2 separate regions of the Zea mays genome follow, and region 1 is linked to region 2. The links are chromatin contacts, called in public Hi-C maps. All regions are on one chromosome and are shown on one strand. The core of a region is the stretch at or near the end of the contact, and the rest is flanking DNA. Distances in the headings are between cores, read along the strand shown. Region 1 holds the start of LOC100282198. Region 2 holds the start of LOC100282125.

The links. Hi-C and Micro-C count contacts between places; a contact is called where the count stands out from the background.
Region 1: a Hi-C map of tassel shows a contact between it and region 2, with 3 times the contacts expected there. The contact joins the promoter of LOC100282198 here to the promoter of LOC100282125 in region 2. A contact is called at or near these places in 2 of 25 Hi-C or Micro-C datasets (endosperm and tassel).

What each region holds. Positions count from the first base shown.
Region 1 is chr3:1,670,464-1,676,746 of Zm-B73-REFERENCE-NAM-5.0, reverse strand. It overlaps LOC100282198, which reads left to right and starts at 4,761. Exons shown (of 8, transcript NM_001155110.1): 1 at 4,761-5,344. The coding sequence starts at 5,222. LOC100857063 (auxin response factor 1) reads left to right here. Exons shown (of 14, transcript XM_008675251.2): 12 at 1-552; 13 at 622-812; 14 at 911-1,492. The coding sequence ends at 1,016.
Region 2 is chr3:1,396,872-1,402,942 of Zm-B73-REFERENCE-NAM-5.0, reverse strand. LOC100282125 reads right to left here and starts at 2,527. Exons shown (of 7, transcript NM_001155038.2): 1 at 2,142-2,527; 2 at 972-1,100; 3 at 783-845; 4 at 637-684; 5 at 482-535; 6 at 336-399; 7 at 1-120. The coding sequence starts at 1,073. The coding sequence ends at 80. It overlaps LOC103649530 (glucan endo-1,3-beta-D-glucosidase-like), which reads right to left and starts at 3,720. Exons shown (of 2, transcript NM_001329109.1): 1 at 3,518-3,720; 2 at 2,835-3,400. The coding sequence starts at 3,581. The coding sequence ends at 3,114.

The sequences.
Region 1 (6,283 bases), core at 3,512-6,011, 270 kb before region 2:
GAACCCAAACATCAAGTCGCTTGGACAAGTGAACGCGCAGGATACAGTGCCATGAGCAGTTCAATCTGTCAGAATTCTGCAGTAACTGGGAGCTGGTTCAAGGGCTTCAATTCCTCCGGCTCACACCCTTCCCTGCCAGAGATCTCCCAGAAACTGTTTCAGGTCACCAGCAACGACGCGAGGGTTCCTCCTTGGCCTGGGCTCTCCGCTTATCATGCTGACGAGCCCTCTTCCAAGCTGTCCTGCAACACTGCTCTGTGCAGCTACCAGACCGAGGAGGTGGCTCCAAGATTTTCCAATGCCGTCGAAGAGGAAAAGAAGGAGCCCGGCATGTTCCGTCTGTTTGGCGTCAATTTGATTAACCATGCTAGGAGTAGTGCTACCGCTGACAAGACGAGTGTGGGAGCAGGGGAAACATCGGCGCGAGCTGCTGGTTCTTTTGAAGACTCTGCTCAGCTATCAAGAGTGACGAAGGATCATACGCACATGGTGAACGGAAGCCCCCGAGAAATCCAAAGCCACCAGAGTTGCAGTGGAAGGAGTCGTATCAAGGTAACGAGTTTCAAGTTCTTGTCTTTCTACTTGTCTTGCCGTGTAACCTGTGTGTTTGATCTGTGCTAGGTTCAAATGCATGGAAATGACGTGTGCAGAGCTGTGGATTTGGGAAATCTGGATGGGTACGAGCAGCTGATGGGTGAGGTTGGAGAGATGTTTGAGATCAAAGACCTTGGCTCCAAAGAGAAAGAGGAATGGAAGGTTACTTTCATTAACGACGAGAATGAGACAATGGAAGTCGGAGCTGTTCCTTGGCAGTAAGCTAAGCTACCTTTGCATATATCCTCCTGAAAAGAAAAGAAAAGAAAAATAGACGGGTTGTGAATAACAGTCGTCGTTATAATAATTCGCGCAGGGAGTTTTGCCAGATGGTGAGGAAGATCGTGATCCATTCCATTGGAGACAGGGGCCATATGGAGGCTTGCCCTTGCCTGGGGCAGGATGGGAAGAGGGACTATTAGAAGAAGGGATTTTTTTTTTTGGCTGGGGCAGTCAGGAGATGGGTGCTGCTGAAACATGATGGCGTAGCTTGTCGATGACAAAGAAGGCAACAGATTGGTTGCTGGCGTCAGTTCTTCCTTGAGAAAAAAATTCAGTGGAAGGAAGAAGTGATGTAACATAGGATTTGCAGAAAAGATTTGATAATGCGTCTTTTAGAAGTTTGGTTTGGTTTAAAGATGACAAGTTAATGTGTGTCTAGTGATCTGCCTAAAGCCTTAGCGACGGGCAACAAGCAATAACAAGGATGGATGATGACCTTACCTTGGGTATGTTAGCTGTGTAAATATTATGTATGTATGTATGGGACATTAAATTGGTTGGCATACTTGACTCCTGATTTATATTGTACGTAGTGTGTTGCAGTGCTCTGGATTCAGTTGTGATGTGCTACTATTACAAGTAGTAGAAGGAATCTGGTTTTTAGTCCAAGAATCAACATCAATATGTCAATCACAGGCACACTAGTGTGTAATTTTAGATCTTTTTCTGACATCCATACCTCTCTCCTGTTTTGTTAGAGTGTTTTTGGTTGCGGGACAGCTGATATTCTCTCTCGTTCGTCTAATTTTGACGGACATATGAGTACATTACTAGAATGATGTTGTCTTAATCTTTAACTCTGAACCAGACTTATATTAGAAAAAGTGGCAAGGATGTAGTAGTGCGCACAAGGAACGAACGTGTGGGGCTGTGGGCTAGGTCGTGCTCAGCGATAGTTTGGTGCCGCTTTTTCATTTTTGCATTTAAAGAAAATAAAAAATTTAAAACCACTGTTGCATTGCATGTGCCAAGGCCGCTGCTAATGCTTGGCAACTGTTGGGCTTCTCTGGTTCTGGCCCAGCCCGTGATTAGATACCCGGGCTAGGCCCAGCCACGCCAGCTTGTCTTGTCTTGTGTAACTACTTTATCCAACATTTTGTGATGGAATTCTTGCGTATAGAAAATTAGTGATCCTATAAGAAAATCTTTTTATGCATCGATGAAACCCATTACTAAAGTTTGTTAAAATCATAAGATTATTGTGGAAACAGAAATTATGTCTTGGCACACACTAAATTTTAGGATACCCTATATAAAGGTAGACGTCGAACATTGCTCACCATTGCATGTCGTGATGTAGGAATCATATATTGTCCGCACAAGGAAATGTTATTTAACTTAATAAGTACTAACTAATAAATGCTAGAATCAACACTCAAAACTCTCTAATCTTGAATAGGAACATGAGCCACAAATCAGCAATAAATGTTTGGATATCAACCCCACAAATCAGATTTGGTTGGGTCTCAAATCAAGTTAATTTCTTGGCTTCTTTTCAGAGATTTTAAGTTGATGTATACAATATACTGCCTTGCACAAGAAAAACTTTAATAGTTTCGTAAGTATTAAAAGTTCGAATAAGTAATAAAAAATCTTCGGACAAAATGGATAATTTTTACATAGGAACATAAGTCACAAATCATCCATAAATGTCTGCATACCTTTGAACAAGTTGATCTAGAACCCCAAGAATCAGATTACACGTTGTATCTCATATCAAGCTAACTTATCGGCCTCTTTTCGATGGTTTTAAGTTGGGTGCATAATTGTTGGTGGAGGGGAAACAATGTCATTTTATCATTGGTGTAAGAAAATAGCACCTATGCATGACACATTGATAGAACTTAGATGTCTAGAAGAGAAGTGAATAGGCTATAAAAGTTGTTCTATAAAAAATTACAGTTATAACTAGACTCAAGATGTTTATATATGCGAAAACGTTTACTTGCTCTAGTTTTGAATAAATTGTAATTAGAGTCAAGATGTTTATGTATGCAAGTGTTAGTGGTCGAGGGATACCAGCCAAACCCGACCAAAAAGGTCTATTTATATCCTGACAAAGGAATCTAAATGTCACCTCTTGAGAAACAAAAACCAGATGCATCAAACATGTTCGGTGCACTGCTTGCGCTGCACTGAACACACATGTGGTACACAAGATACACCAATGTGCTTCCAGCAGCTATAAACCAGTCGTTAACACTTGTCAAATGTCTCAGCGAGCAATTAGACTACGAAACGAAACGAGTGTGTGACTTAAGATTGAGTCTTGGGCTATCTTGGGCTAGACAACCACCAGATGAAGGTCTACAAGCCTAGCCCTTGTGTGGTTACGCTTATATTCTAACCATACTCTTGAAACATATAAACTCGAATACAATGATAATTTAGGTTAAGTGTCAACTTCTACTGAAGTCTAGTCTGATTTTCTTGGCTTTTGTGTAAGGACATGGTTTTTTTTTGGTAAGTCTAGGGTGATACATAATTTGGTTTCCAAAATTGATGGAGACATGGCTCATTGTTAATACAGTTATGTGTAAACTATTACCTTCTTTTTCTTTTAAAATTAGTCCTAAATAATTTAGCAGAGCTCTCGATAACTTCCATTTGTGTTTTTTTGCACTATGGTAAGGAGACATCTTTTATGAGTTGTTTGTCTGGCTTCTTTAGAGGCTTTGGTTGTATGTGTCTTTCGTTCTCTTTGTTATTTATTGAGCAAAGTCTTGTCAAATGCTAACTTAAGAAATTAATCCATGAGACTGTTCGCGATAGATCGTGTAAAAATAGGAGATGCGATCTATAAACTACACTGTTTGTATAGTGAAGTTTAAAATAGCGGATAAGATAGAGATATGACAGGAAACAACCTGATAAAAGGTTTAGATGTAACAAAAGGTTTAGAGGTAAGAAGATGTTTCTTTTACAATAAAGGGTGAAATCATGGCTTCTCTGTCTTCTGGATGAATTGGTCAAACCGGTTGCAATTGCAAATTGCAAAGAAGTGCTAAGCAACAGATGAAAATGAACGGATAAAATTACTCCCCTTCGTTTTATTTGCTTTGAGCTTTTTTTTGTGCATTGTAGAATTCCAACGAGAACATGAGTACATGACAAAGATATTATGCCATATTATAACAGTAGAGAAAAGTGTATGAGTCTATGAAGGTAAGACGGGTCATCTATTGTGAGACTCATCCGTATAACCATATAAACTTTTAATTTGAATCACATGATGTTGATATAAGGAGACGTGCGAAGGAGTGGAAGAGGGATTTGAAAAAGTGTGATTAACAGCAGGCGGTTAAGTGTAAGATTATCCACGTTCCGCGTCCCTTACATCAACATCAAGTGATTTAGATTAAAAGTTTGCATGGTTATATAGATAGGTTGATTTGCACTAGATACGTTGCCAACTGAATTTTGCTGTGACCGACCACGGCCAGAGTCATCCATGCGTAGCACGTGATCTTCCTCTGGCCTCTCTGCCCTTCCTTGACCCTTGTTCATTTCATCGCACAAAACCAAAGTGGAACTGGAACACGGGTATTGGATGTGAAACGGAAGCTCAAGCAAAGCAAATTTACTGCCAGCAGCCAACAAACAAATGGGAACATATCCTGTGCTCATGGAGCTCTTGTGCTCATATGAGCACTTTAAATCTGGTGCCTTCATTTCTCATCCAGGGGTGAGAGCAGCAGTGGCACATAGAAGCGACAGACGGCGCAGGTGGTCAAGGGTGACGCACAGAAGAAACTAGAAAATGTCTATTCACACTTAGATGAGAAATGAAGGCACCAGATTTAAAGTGCTCATATGAGCACAAGAGCTCCATGAGCACATGATACGTTCCCCAAACAAATAGCCTCTCTCTAACTACTCCGTCCATCATCTTCCCCGTCCGTCGCATTCATCCGATCCGCCCCCTCCTCTCCCATGGCCCATCACCCCTGCTCCACCAATCTCTAGCGCCTTGCGCACCAGCAAGCTTCCAAATCTCTGCTCTACTCTTGGACGGACAGAGAAAGGGAGGGGACCCAAACCAGATCTTGGCAACACCACTGCTCCACCCAAACACAGGTAGAGTAGAGTAGAGTAGAGTAGGGCTGTGGTGGTTCAACTCCCTCCCATGTTCATGGGCTCATAGGTGAACCACCGCCGCCCACCCAGGGCATTGGGGCTTCTTCGTCTCCTCCCCCCCCTTCAAAAACTCCTGCTTTCTTGGGGGTTTTGGTTCCCGCACAAGGTCGGAGCCACGGAGAGGGGAGGGGTCTTGCTGCTACAACAGCTGGGCCTGGGAGGACGAATCTATCTTGGCAACAGGTGAGGGAAGCCGTCCTGTTTGCGCATGGAGGCGGTCTCAATGTCGCCGTCAACCGTCTCCTCCCACACCCACGACGACCACGACGCCGCTTCCGTCACCGAGGCCATGTCCTTGCAGGAAGGCCTCCTCTTCTCCGACACCCTCAAGGTACTACTATCTAGCACCTCCCTCTTCTCATCTACGAAAGACTCCATTTTCCCCCCTACTTGTTGTTCCTGTGGATCTAACTCGTGCGCCTGCGGAAGAAACCGGATTGCATTCCTTGATTGCTGCCTGCCTGCCGGTGTTCACACCAAAAAAAAAATGCCCCATTTCCGGGTTTCCCTGTGCGCTTGGCTGTCCATGTCAATCACAAAGATTTTGTAGGTCTATCCATCCATCCATCTAGTATCTCAATCACACACTGTGCTACTGTACGGGCGTGTTGTCCTGTCCATATCTTGTTACAGCAATACAACTAATCTTGTAGGAGTATACTACAACCAATAACATCAGCCATTTATGAAGGTCTAACCTTGAAGTCTTGGATTGCTTTATTCCTTGTTGAAATCTCGGATTGCTCTCTGCCTTTCGACAAAAGAGAGAGAACCATGCATCACTGGTATAATAGCTTTTTTTTGGAAATGGAAATATCATTCCGGCCTTTTGCATGTTCATGCATACAGCCATACAGCTCAAGTAATACATCATCTCAACAGTTTGTGAATCAAACAATAATAGCTGCCTTTGCAGCTCTATAATGGCCGCACCTTTTCTCCCCCCCCTACTTTTGCCCTTATTAAGCGAAAGCGCCATCCCATTTGGAGTTTGAAAATGGACTTGGTCTGCATAACGGCGGCAACATGACACCGACTCAGCACCGAGGCTCTTCCTAATAAAAGTTGCATCAAGGCTTTTTGTGATTTATGACATTGCTTTGCCTATATATCCGAGTGCTATTTGTTCGACAAAATATTTAACCTGCCGTTCTTGAGAGTTTACTGGTCTGCTAGTGCCAGCCTAGAACGTGCTTGCTGCCATCTATTGTCAAATTTGTCTCTGCTTGGGGTAAAGAAAAGCAGATAGAATCCTTGCCCACAGCCACAA
Region 2 (6,071 bases), core at 1,278-3,777:
GCAAACTACAACACTTGACATATAGTGACGACTTGCTCATCAACCAATCTGAGCAGGCATTCCACTCCACTAGTCCACTTCAATTGATGTTCATATCCTCAGCACCAGCCCCGTCTCCGTCTGCAGTCACTATTATGTTAAAAAGGATACAGAGAACCTTTCTTTCTTTCTTTATTTTTTAACATTGGAAGACTTTATTTTTTATATAACAAACAAACAAACTCCGAGGACCATACATACAAAGAAGTAGAGAACTAACCACCGCTTACATAAGCTTAGCTCTGCTTTTCATGTGCACAAGGACCATAACCAAAAAGCCAAATAAAAGTACATACCCTCGTTTTCTGACGAAGTGTAAATAGGGCGCCTTGCACGTTGTTGCTGTTGTTGGCGTGTTGGCTGAAACAATAAACCAGAAAGAGAGAAAGCAAAATAAAATAAGAGACCATGGGTACATCACATATAACTAGCAGAGTGGTACCTGAAGCTTGGGCCTAAGTGCCTCCAGCGGTCCTTTTGGTTTGGCAACACCTTGCTGTACATAACCAATCAAAGTGTCATGCATGCATGCAAGTTCCAAACCTCAACTCGCTAGATTAAACGTACTGAGGCCACACAAATTAAAGAGAAGAATACCTTCCCTAGAGCCCAGTCAGCAGAATCAAAGTAGGCCCGCTCATGATCCTACAGTTACAGAAGAGAATTTTAACACTGGTGACAGACAGCACTTCCCACCCTTAGGGCTGATTTGATTTGGTGAACAGGGAATTGGAGCAAGGAACCTTTGAGATGAGTGGGGGCTTTTTGGGCATTAGTCCTCCAAACTTCTTCTTGATTGCTTCTTCCTGCACACAGGAACATTATTACAATCTATCATGCCACTCTTAATTAGAGCAATTTGGATGAGTGCCATTGAAATGGCTGTACGTAATAATACTGTATGATCTCCAGGACTAGTGCTGAAAAATAACCTGTTGCTGTGCTGAGGGCATAGAATTGTCTTCAGTTTGGTCCATAGGTTGAGGATTTCCATCAAGTGCAGCAGGCACATTGGAGTCCTTCACCTCCGACATGATGCTATTTTTTTGTCTGTTTGTTAGCTGTATATTAGTCAGATGGGAAACAAGAAAAGCCAATGTCAGCGTTCAGATGTAAAAAGGCATGCATCATCATGGGTAAAAAGGCAGACTAATATGTTCGTGTTCTTTAGGTGCTGAACAAATTACTCCACCATCACCAGTAGCAGTAGCTGATAATGTTTTTGCTTGCTGTTTCTGAATTTTGGTGTGATGACTTTTTCTTTTTTCCCGGGAGTAGTGAAGAAACAGATCATGTATGATTTATTTGGTCTACCCCCCACCCTCAGGACTCAGGTTGTGTGCTGCATTGGTTATCATCATTAAGAAAGCCATGGCCATGTGATGGATGTCTGAAGGAGCTGTGTGTGTGATGTTCACTCCAGTGGCGGACCCAAAGGGTATATGGATAGGCCTCCGACTACCCTAAAATTTAGTCTAAAAACATACTACATTTGAGTGTTTAGATCCATAGAAACAGATCTATGCAGCTTACAATCCTATTATGAGACATTTTGATTATTTTCTAATAATGTTCCGATGATGTACCGAACGGACGAAAATTAGATATATGTAGTACCAAATTATACACAATATATATTCTCGACTGCCCTGGGTCCGTGACTGTGTTCACTCATCAGTTAGTACGATCGAGAGAAGGAACAGAGTAACAAGTAGTAAAGGAAACCGGCCAGTATGACATGGCTTCGACTTGGAACATGCATGTGAAGTTGCCTGTTTTTGCTGAATGTGGAAAAGGGAGAGGCAGAAAGAGTTTGGTTAGCTAAAACAAGGGGATCCAATCCGATCCATATGGATGTGCACGCATGCCTACATAGGTTAAATTAAACAAGGGGACCCATCCAATTGCGGTTGGGTTTGGGTGTCCACAGCGAAATCGTTGGTTCTCTGTATACTCCCATAGCGTGGACTCCAAGCCAAGGAGCAGAGCAATCCATCCATCCATTCGCATGATTGAAATCGGAGATGTGAAAAGGGCTTGGTCATACACTAACACTAATGGAAGCAAAGCAAGCAGCAAGCAGAGGTAGGGTGGTTGCTTACCAGAGCAGAGCAAGGAGAAGCGGAGGGGACGGGATGCTTCTGCTGCGATGAGGAATCGAGTCCAGTACGGAGCAACCAAGGCGGCACTCAACTCTCAGCACGGGGATTCTAAATTCGAAAGGAGAATTGAGGACGACGAGGCGGCGGCCTGGTGGTGGTGGTGGTGGAAGAGAAGGGGAAGGGGAAGGGTGATTTGGATGGATCGGCGGTCGGGTCCGGATCTGGATGAAGAGGGGAGGAAAGAGACCACGCACGCAGGAGCAGAGCAGAGCGTAGAGCGTGTGGGGGTGGGGCCCGCCTACCCTACCTCCGGTTCCGTTCGGCCGGCCCTCTCCTCTCTTCTGTCTTGTCTCCGCTCGGCACTGCACATGGCTGGCATCGGTTGCACATGCGTATGCTTCTTCTCCAACTAATATAAAGGGACCCACACGGTTTCAGTCTACTACCGTCCCAAAATAGTACACATCTAACTTATCAAATTTATCGATTGTTAGCTTATTTTTAAATTAAACCACAATAAATAGAAAAATAGAGAGAATTTAATTCCATCTCTTATTTTAAACTATAAGAAAAAGAAATGTAATTTACCATACAAAACAGCGTGCGGCATCGCTGTGGATATTGTTGGCTTGGCACTCAGAGACACTTACTCGGCTTTATTTGCTCATGATTAATCTGAGAATGACAAATTTATGAATGATTGCTGCCTTGCATCACTTTGTTCATTTGCGATCACACCATATCCTCGAATACAAAATCACATGCATGCATCTCCAAATGTTATCATGCATATCAACTGGATGGAACAAGAGACACTTCTACTAGGACGCAACTAGGGATAGCAATAGGAAATTCCCCACGGGGGAATCAGGTCCCTATTGTCATCTCTAGACACAACACAGCACAGCATACACAGGGATTATATTTCCTTTCATCGACCGATCTCTGCTACAAAAGAGCATCAGACAGACATCAGTAGTAGGTGCAGGATCCATAGCTGGGATCGGACTGCACCACGAGCGCCGAGTTGTTGAAGTAGCAGTTCCAGGGGTGCCTGCCATTGGCGGCATAGTAGAGGTTCATGGCGACGGCGGCGCGCGACACCAGGTTGTCCGGGTAGTAGCACGGCCCGCCCTTCTGGATCACGCCGCAGCTCACCTGGGAGCACGCGTAGTTGAGGTTCAGAGACAGGATATCGTTGGACGCCGACGGCTTGGCAACGCACCACGTTTTCTGTGCAGCAGCAGCAGCAACACTTCCTACAAAACAGCTTTCATTCCTTCTTCTTCTTGTTCCAATCAACAACAGTTGACACACAGCACGGCAATCTTAAGAATGAAATGGAACAAGGAGAAGAGCATAGGAAAAAGGTATACCTGAGACGAAGTAGAGGAGCACAAGCCCCAGGGAGAGGATCAGTAGCCGACCACCTCTTGCCATCTTGCCCTTGTTCTGCAGCAAGCTAGAGCTGACAGTGCACTCCTTGTCGTGGAGACAGATCACCGAGATCAGACGGAGTACTCTGCCTGCACTGCACTGCAGGTTCTCTGGTTTATAAAGGGAAGGGAACAACACTCACTGGAATGGACCTTGGGTGGGGACTGGACTTAAATAGGTGACACTCTGCGTTGCTTTGCATTGCTTGCTGGACGGTCATGCCACACTCATGTGCACCACACAGACTCTCTGGCTTCAACCCAAGGCAACCTACCATGTGCTCGTGCTTCAGTTCCATAGCCAATATTGCTGCCCATTTTGTTCTGCTCTTTGCATCTCTCCCTCTCAAGTCTGTCTCTCAACTCCCATTTCTCACCTCACCTCATCACAAAGCTTAAGTGTCCTCATTCCCATGTATGCTAGTCAAAAGGGCAAAACAGGTGTTATGCAATGGGGGATAAAAGACACTTCTCCTCCTGCTCACGATTCTTCCAAACGTGAGTTTACTTCCCTATCTTTTTATGCCCAGCAGAGACCATATCTGTTCTCTTTAGTACCCATAAGAGATCCTCTGTATTTACTCATGGCTCTACATGCTCCATACCAAAACCAAACAAAAAGTCATGATGATTACCGAATCATACATTACTCTTCCCATGTGGTGTTCCATAACCACCAATTAGGTAGATCCTACCACCTGCTGCCCATAAAAGATGTTGAATGCATATACCTTGCTTGCTTTGTTCCTCCTCCTTGTCTATACACCTTTTCTATCTGTCTTTTGCCCTTTGCTCTTGCTCTTATTCCCATCCACATTTGTCCCCTTGCCCTGCAAAACTAAATTTCCCCACTTTGCATGGAAAGATTGAATATATATATATATATATATATATATATATATATATATATATATATATATATATATATATATATATATATATATATATATATATATATATATTCAACATTTGGAAACCATGGTTCTGAAAGAAAGAAAAGCGGGTTATATAAAAACTTCATGTCAACCTATGTTTTCTGGTCGCTCGACCAGCTAGTCGAACTGGGGGACCGACCAGCGACTAATCTCGATTAGTCGTCGACTAGGTCCGACTAATCGAGCTCTGGTCGACCTGGTCGTTTACTGGTCGTCCTGTTCATCCAGGAGACCAGGACCTATGTATATACTATATAATATATATTATTATACTATTATACTATATAGTAAATAATTATATAACTATATAGTATATATGAACTTCATATACTATATTATGAAGGATAGGGTAAACATGACATGAATTCAGCAATACTGAAAAGTGAAAACAGCAGAGAAACACTTCTAGTTATTAATACTACAAGTCCCAGATACCAGTACCACACAACACACATTAATACTACAAGTCCAAAAAAATCTAGGTCCTAAACCTAGTCGCCCAGAACCGGCTAATCGAGCGACTAATCGGCCCTAATCGTCGACTAGTCGGACGACCAGGGCGACCAGGTACTCTAGTCGAGTCGGCTGCCTAATCGAGCTCTGCTAACCGACTAGCCCGACTAATCGCGACTAATCGCGATTAGTCGGACGACTTGAAAACACAGATGTCAACACCAATCAAGATCAGTAGAGGCAAACACAAAAGAGATCCATGTCACACGATACTTCTCAACTGAAAAAAAAACCAGTGTGCCACAAGCAACACCAAACACATGATGGCTATCTATAGGCCAGACCATCTAGTATATTTCATTATCTTTGGGCAGTTGGGCCTTACCATGACAGCAAACACCAATAGCCTACCATTGCCTACTTGCTTACGGATTACGCAGGTTGCTTCTGAGTTCTAACAGAAATATTTTGTTAACAAAGGCAATACCAGTAGTCTCAGGTTCTTTGCCTACAAAAAGTGCCATCCAATCCCAAACAGTCAGCAGAAGCAATGTTAGGCAGGTGGCTTCTAAGTTCTAACAGAAATATTTGGTTAACAAAGGCAATATACTAGTCTCAGGCTCTTTGCCCACAAAAAGTGCCATCCAATCCCAAACATTCAGCAGAAGCAATGTTAGATGCTGTACGCAAGGTAGCTTAAGTTCAGAGCTATCTCCGCCTGGATCAAGGAGAAAATTAGACAAAACAAACTCACCTTTAGATGCCATTACAAGACAAAGTGCATGCCGACAGAACATCATAAAGAGCTTAAAGCTCAACTCACAGAAATGATAGCCATACACTGGAGATGCCCTAAGGAGGCAGCAACGGTGGTTGTGATGTACATTCTTCAGCCACACTAATGTCAGTATTGCTTCCATATGTGAGCATGTAACAAACAGGCAAATGAGTAACTAAACTACCAAAGCATTATCTCTTTGACTTCAAATTGTCAGTGCACACTTCGATTCATTTAATCTTGTAATGCAGACAGCGTTACAAAAGTGAATGCCAGCTAACAGATTAGCTTGTCATCCCTTTACACAAGGATATATTACAATACTGTA